Linked DNA regions of Anas platyrhynchos: region 2 is linked to region 1. The links are chromatin contacts, called in public Hi-C maps. All regions are on one chromosome and are shown on one strand. The core of a region is the stretch at or near the end of the contact, and the rest is flanking DNA. Distances in the headings are between cores, read along the strand shown.

Evidence for each region. A called contact is a pair of places that touch in the nucleus more often than the background predicts.
Region 2: a contact with region 1 is called in a Hi-C map of F5 follicle, with 1.7 times the contacts expected there. The contact joins the promoter of ITPR1 here to the enhancer-like site in region 1. A contact is called at or near these places in 4 of 8 Hi-C or Micro-C datasets (F5 follicle, liver, skeletal muscle and 1 more).

The regions. Positions count from the first base shown.
Region 1 is chr13:1,968,110-1,971,037 of IASCAAS_PekinDuck_T2T, reverse strand. All of the region lies in intron 3 of ITPR1 (inositol 1,4,5-trisphosphate receptor type 1), which reads left to right. Among named protein-coding and RNA genes, the nearest start is that of ITPR1, 39 kb to the left of the region's middle. Within about 2 kb of position 1,282, at least 3 of the 8 cell types and tissues checked have an H3K27ac peak or open chromatin away from gene starts, as enhancers often do. A contact at or near this core is called in F5 follicle, where this site is marked.
Region 2 is chr13:2,007,304-2,010,370 of IASCAAS_PekinDuck_T2T, reverse strand. ITPR1 (inositol 1,4,5-trisphosphate receptor type 1) reads left to right here and starts at 1,318. Exons shown (of 57, transcript XM_072044593.1): 1 at 1,318-1,457. SUMF1 (sulfatase modifying factor 1) reads right to left here and starts at 992. Exons shown (of 9, transcript XM_027467552.3): 1 at 161-992.

The sequences.
Region 1 (2,928 bases), core at 33-2,532:
ATTTTTGAAGTCACCAGCCAGGACTCCAAACTGTTGCCCTTAGTGTAATGAAGGTGGAAAGCCTTCGCAGGAGCTGCTGTGTGGCTGTCACCAGGCTGACCAGTTCAGGCAGCACGAGGAGCGTTACGCACCAGCACTGCACATTTAGCAGCTCCCCGAGCTTCCCGTGCAGCCTGTGGATGGCTTGTGGTGAGAGCAAATGATGGTCTTGGGTGGGCTCTGAAATACTATACCTGCTTCTGCAAATCATTCCAGCTTCTCTGCTAACAGATGCTTGCAATTTGGGCAAGTTTTCCATTTTCTCTTATAATAATATTAACATACTACCCAGATGCTATTGAAACTCCCATTCAGCTTTTAATCAAGTTGCTAAAAAAATAATAATTCTGAGAGTATAATCTTTGAATGCAGCTTGATCTTTCCATGGTGCTTTGATGGAATCTGACTGGGGAGGGGGCACAAAAGGTGGGAAACCTGGTACCTTTTCAGCAGTTTTCTTGCTGATTTGGCTCTTCTTTTTTATCATTGTGGAAACAAGTGAAGGCACCCAACAGATGTTCTGGATTTATCACGGCTTCTCAAGAATTTCCCTGAAATGCCAGTTGTACGCTGGATTCTTCTGATCAATCTTAATGATAATAAAACATACACCCAACGAGGCAAATGTGTTGATGTGATTGCAGTCGATGCTATAAACTCCGGAGGTGTGAGGAAGGTCTGTCTTGCCACCAAGCAATTTTTGTGGCTCCAAAGTATTTCCCAGCCTAGGAACAAGGAGAGGAGAAATGTACCTCTCCTTCCCCAATGTTTTTGAAATTCCTGAACAATTTTACAACTTAGTCCAAGTAGTAAAGACCAGAGGGAAACGTTGAGTAGTTTTTTGCCATTCTTACAATTGCCTGCCTGCCTTTCCCCTCTGCCAAAACCCGAGGTTTTTCTGGGCACAAAATCAAGACCTCTGGCGTTGGTAATTCCAGGGTTTTTATGCTGACCCTGGCTGTGGGGGATGAAGTCTGGATTCCTGACTTGTAAGTACTCTGATAACCACCCGGCCGTGGTTTCAGGCCACTACAGAAAGCTGTCAGCTCTCCCACCAGGGGTAGAAGGGATTGCAGCTGGAGTAACCTGGCTGGCAGGTTTCTCTCCTGAATCCCCAAACACTTGGGAACATGGGATCTTCTGTGTTTCTAGCATCCTTTCCTTACTCCTCTGTGCTGCTGGTACGTGCTGGTAAGCAGGCATTCCTGGCATAGTTCAGTGAGCTGCAGGTGGCAGAGCCCCTGTGGGATCCCGACAGCGAGAAGGGGTGTGTGGCTGCAGGGCCCAGCCGTGCACCAAGCCCCTTTCCTGAAGGCAGCTGCTGGCAAATGAACAAAATTTAGCCTGGAAACATGGGGGTGCATTTTAAGACGTGTCTGTATAACTGCATTCATTACCCGTGTGCGTGATGAGGTAATACACGGTTACACAGCCGCCTTTTGCCTGCAGGACTTTGCTCAGCGTGTGCCTGACGCCGTGTCCTCAATCAGCAGCTCCAGGGGTTTTATTTTCCTGCTGACGCAGTGTGCGGCTCTGACGTCCTTCCCATATATCGTGAAGATCTGAAAACAAAATGCATTCCTTCATGGCTAAAGTTCAGCGAGCGCTGCTTGGGATGATGAGATTACGTTGCAGTGACGGCTTTTATTTATCAGCTTTCCCCTGAATCCGTGAGCAGAGCAGGGAGCGGGATGTTTCGGCTGCTGGCAAGTCAACTTCTTCATCTCGGGTCTGTTAGAAACGGAGAGACCCTCCCTACGTACCATGTCTGACGAGTGCTTGGTCTGTCTTACACAGCCGGCACTTCTGTGGGTTGCAGACTTGTGACCGTGGTGGTGCTCAGCTAGCACGCAGTTGCGTGTTGATTTCTGTGAAGATAGAAGCCCGTGGAACATGGAGATCCAAGAGCTTTCTGGCCATGGGTTTGAGCCGTGGTAAAATGCACGCTGTGCTAACCAGCCTCGGGTGGTCGTGGTAAGGGGAATGGCACACGAGGCTGAGTTCTCCTCAGCCACTTGAGAAACAGATTTCCTAATACTTGTTTTAGGAATTTTGGGTGCATTTTATTGTTTGTTTTTAGATTTGTAGTCTTCTAACTAAGAAGAAAACCTAAGAAAACCATGTCATATTTTCCCCCGTTGCATTGAAGAAGGTCAAGCACTTGTAGTCCTTTTCCTTCATGCTCCAGGGAAGAGAGGGGGCACCTCTCCTTGTACAAGTTGAGCCTGACTTGGAAACTTTCTTGACTGAAAAGGCTGGAAAAAACACACTTGCACTGTGACTAAATCTAGCATACAATTAATTCTTCTGTGCAGCTCTGTGTGTTAATTGCTGTCAGTGTGAACTGATGGTTTAAGCAAAAATAGAAAATTTGATAACTGCTGCGTTGCTTACAATGCATCCTCCGAAAGTGCAGGGCTGCGGTGGCTTTTTGAATCCCGTTCCGTGCTGTCAATCTCGGTGAATCATCCTCCTGTAAATGAAAAGAGTGTTGAAGAGAGCATACCTGGAAAGTGTGGTTCGTTTTCCACTTCTCCTAGTTGTTCAGAAGCCCTAAGCTGGCAGTGCCAAGCAGAGGACGTGTCTCGGGACAGATGCACTTGAAGCCCTGCCCCAGCTGAGGCTGGTGCTGGTTTGGAACAAGCGAGCAGCCGGTTGGCACTCAGTGGCTCCCTGCGGGATGAAAGACAAATCTGCCACTGGTGCTTCACCCCCTTAGAGGCGTATTTAATTTTGAAGAGCTTTACCCTTCTGTCAGAGCATTTTGACGTTGCCTGGCGTGCTCTCGAGGATGGGTGAGGCAGGCAGGCGGTGCGCCGGCACGTTAAATTGTTTTTTAAGCACAAGCAGTGTGAAGGTGGCCAGCCCAATGCCCCGTTCAGGGGACGT
Region 2 (3,067 bases), core at 69-2,568, 39 kb before region 1:
CGCCAGCAGCAGCGCCAGGACGAGGAGCAGCAGCCGCGGCAGCGCCCCGCAGCCACCGGGCGCAGCCATGTTGGGCGGCGTCACGTGCTGCTGCGGTCACGTGGTGGTCGCGTCTTAAAGGGGCCGCGCCTGGCTCCTGGTGCTGCCCCCCCTCAAATACCTGGGGGCTGCCTGGGGTCGGGGGCGCCCGGCGTCTCCTTGCCTCTTGCTGGGGCACCGCAGTTGTTGGAGGTTTGGGCGCTCCGCCACGGAAAGCTTTACGTTGTGGGGAAGCTGCTGCTCAGGGCTGTGCAGAATGGACCTACGTGCACCCTGTGGGGCAGCAGCTCCCTGCGCTTCACATCATGTTCCCTGCACAAACCAGGGCTGTGCAGCTCAAAGCAGGGGCAGAGCGAAGGAAACTTTTGGTTTTTTTTTGTACTGCTGGAAAGCAACACTACGCACTCCCGTGGGCCGCATGAAGTCTCAGTGCGTGCTGCAATCACAGCGCTGGGTGCTCCCAGTAGCTCTCAGCCGTCCCTTTTGCCCTGTGATGTACTTAAAAAAAACCCAAACAGACACAAACTTGGTAACAGCCTGCCCCAGCAGAGCCGTGGGGTTCCGGCTGTGCCGTTACAGAGCTCAGGGAAAGCAGCTCGTGTCCAGCCCGCTGGGGTATCTCGCCTACTGGTTCCCATCGCTTGCTTCCCTAGAACCCTTTTTTGCATCATTTCTGTACTTTCACCAGGAAGGTTTATGTTCCTGTATTGTCCTAGGAGACCAGACAAAGCCATTAAAATGTCCGGTTGCCCCTGAACAGCATCCGAGCTGCAGCTTGTGACCCTGAGGGCTCCCGAGAACTTTCTTTGGTGTCGTTTATTGACGGTGTCCGCGCTCCTAAGCCATTTCTTCACAGGCAGGACATCTCTTCCACACAGTTTAATTATTCTCCTTCCTGGTACTGAGTCCACCGTGCTTCAGAATTGCGAAACCGCTTTCACTGTCATCAAAATATCATAAAAACGGGAGATTTATCCACAATTATCCTCCCAGAGCCCTTAAACCTAGCGCTGTCGGCAGGAGGCCCTTCCCGGGCACAACCTCCCGGAGCTCTGCCCGGGCAGGGGCGCTCCGTGAGGGGGGGACACAGCCCCTGAGGGGAGAGGACAAGCGACATGATGGGGCTGGGGGGCGAAGCCACCTCAGCGGGACGGGACGGGGCAGGGCCGCGGGGCACGCCGGGAGTTGTAGTCCCGCGGGGCGCTCCGCTGCACGGCTCGCCTAGACGCCAGGACTACATTTCCCAGCAGCCCCCGCGGCGGTATATAAAGGCGGGGCGGCGCGGCGGGCGCGCAGTAACCATGCGGACGGGCCGCTGAGCGGCGGCAGCGGGGCGCGGGCTCCGTCCCTACGGCACCGGGCAGCGCCGCCGGCATGGGGCTGCCGCAGCGCCGCTAGCACGCCCCGGCCGGACACAGGTAGGGCCGGGGGAGGGCTCGGTAAGCACCGGGGGGGCGGGTGGCTCCGCTCCGGGCAGCGGGCACCGCCGGAGGCTGCTGTGAGGGAGCCGGCGTGGGGCTGGCAGCAGCCCCCGGGGGTCGCAGCAGGGTGCCGGGGGGGTGAATTCGGTGCTTTTGGGGTGTTTCTCGCGATGTGCTGTGTGTGGCAGGAGCGGGTGCTTGCTGCTCGGGTAGCCCTCCACCTGCTCGCCTGCTGCGAGGAGGGAGCAGCCCGGCTTCCTCCCGCTGGGGTTGGTAAATTAGGAAGGAAACAAACAGCCCGAGCACGGGGCTCGCCTCTGCAACCGTGGGGTGGAGCCTGGCGGTGGGAAAGAGCGTGTTTGGTCAAAGAATTGGTGCTCGCCTGCAGGGCTGGGGCGGGGGGAAGGCCCTGGTGGAGGCACTGGGCTCGGTGGTGCCCTCCTGGAGGCACTTGTTGGAGCCCCCAGGGGGGATGTGGGGACTGGCAAACAGGGGGTCAGCAGCAGTTGTGGCTCCTGATAGAAATGAGGGGTTAACAGGGCCTGGTGGCACTGCCTGTCCTCTCGCATCACCCCAAAGGATCAGTCTGTGGGGTGCATCAGGACCCCAAAGAATCAAGCCCAAGTGATGAGAGGGAACCCGAGGTGCTGGCTCCCCACAAGAGCTGTCACAGTGTAGAGCGAGCCCTGCAAATAGCTTGTGACACCGGGTCTTGGGCTCAGCCTTGCTGTAGAGGTAGTGCTGGATGGGTGCCAGGACGTGGCAGTGTGGGGGGCAGCCGGTCCCCCCCCAGAGTGTCAGAGTTTGGGTGAAACGTGCAGGTAAGATCGTGGCATTTCCCACATGTGTGCAAGAGGAGCAGCAACAGCCTGGTGCCTGCCCTGTACCAGCCAGTGGGGTCCTGAGGCCTGTGCTGGAAGCAGGAGCTCCTTCCAGTGCTTCCCGGGGGTACCTGGCTGCCATGGATGGTTTCGAAGCCAAACTTTTTCCAGCAGCCTCCCAGCAGGACCCAGGTCCTGGGGGCCGTGCGATGCGCCAGGTGCCGGGGCATGCCGGGAGCCCGCAGCGGCGCCACGCCATAAACACGAGAGTTGTAGTTGTAGGATTGTGCTGGAAGACGGGAGGAATCTGGGAATCCCGTGGGAGGTGGGACGAGGGTAGTGGCTCTGTAGTAGCTGGTAGACGGGCTGCTTGCTCGCCCGTGGGTGAGTGTGAGGGAAGGCAGCTTCGCCAAAGCAGCTTACAGGGACCAGAGGGGCTTAGAGCTGGAAGACGGCCTGCTGGTAGAAAGTTATGTAAATGTAACATTTCTGTCACGATGTGACTGTGGTATTAATCTGCTTTCATAAAAAGCTTCCTTATGGAACGCTCCAAATTCGGTGCTTCTGCTGCTGAGGTAGCACCTTCGCGAGTAGCTGTTGCTTCAGGAGCCTGGAGCCGTTTTTCTGCTTGCTGCTGTGTAGCAGTGCCAAAGAGGAGTTAAAAACCTCCGAGCAGTTCTGTGTAGCCCCCTGCACGCTGCGCTGACTGACCTGTAAAGCAGAAGGCTTGAAAAGTCAGCAGACGTATCCATGAGCTGCAAAGCTGCTCCTGTCCACGGCCACGGC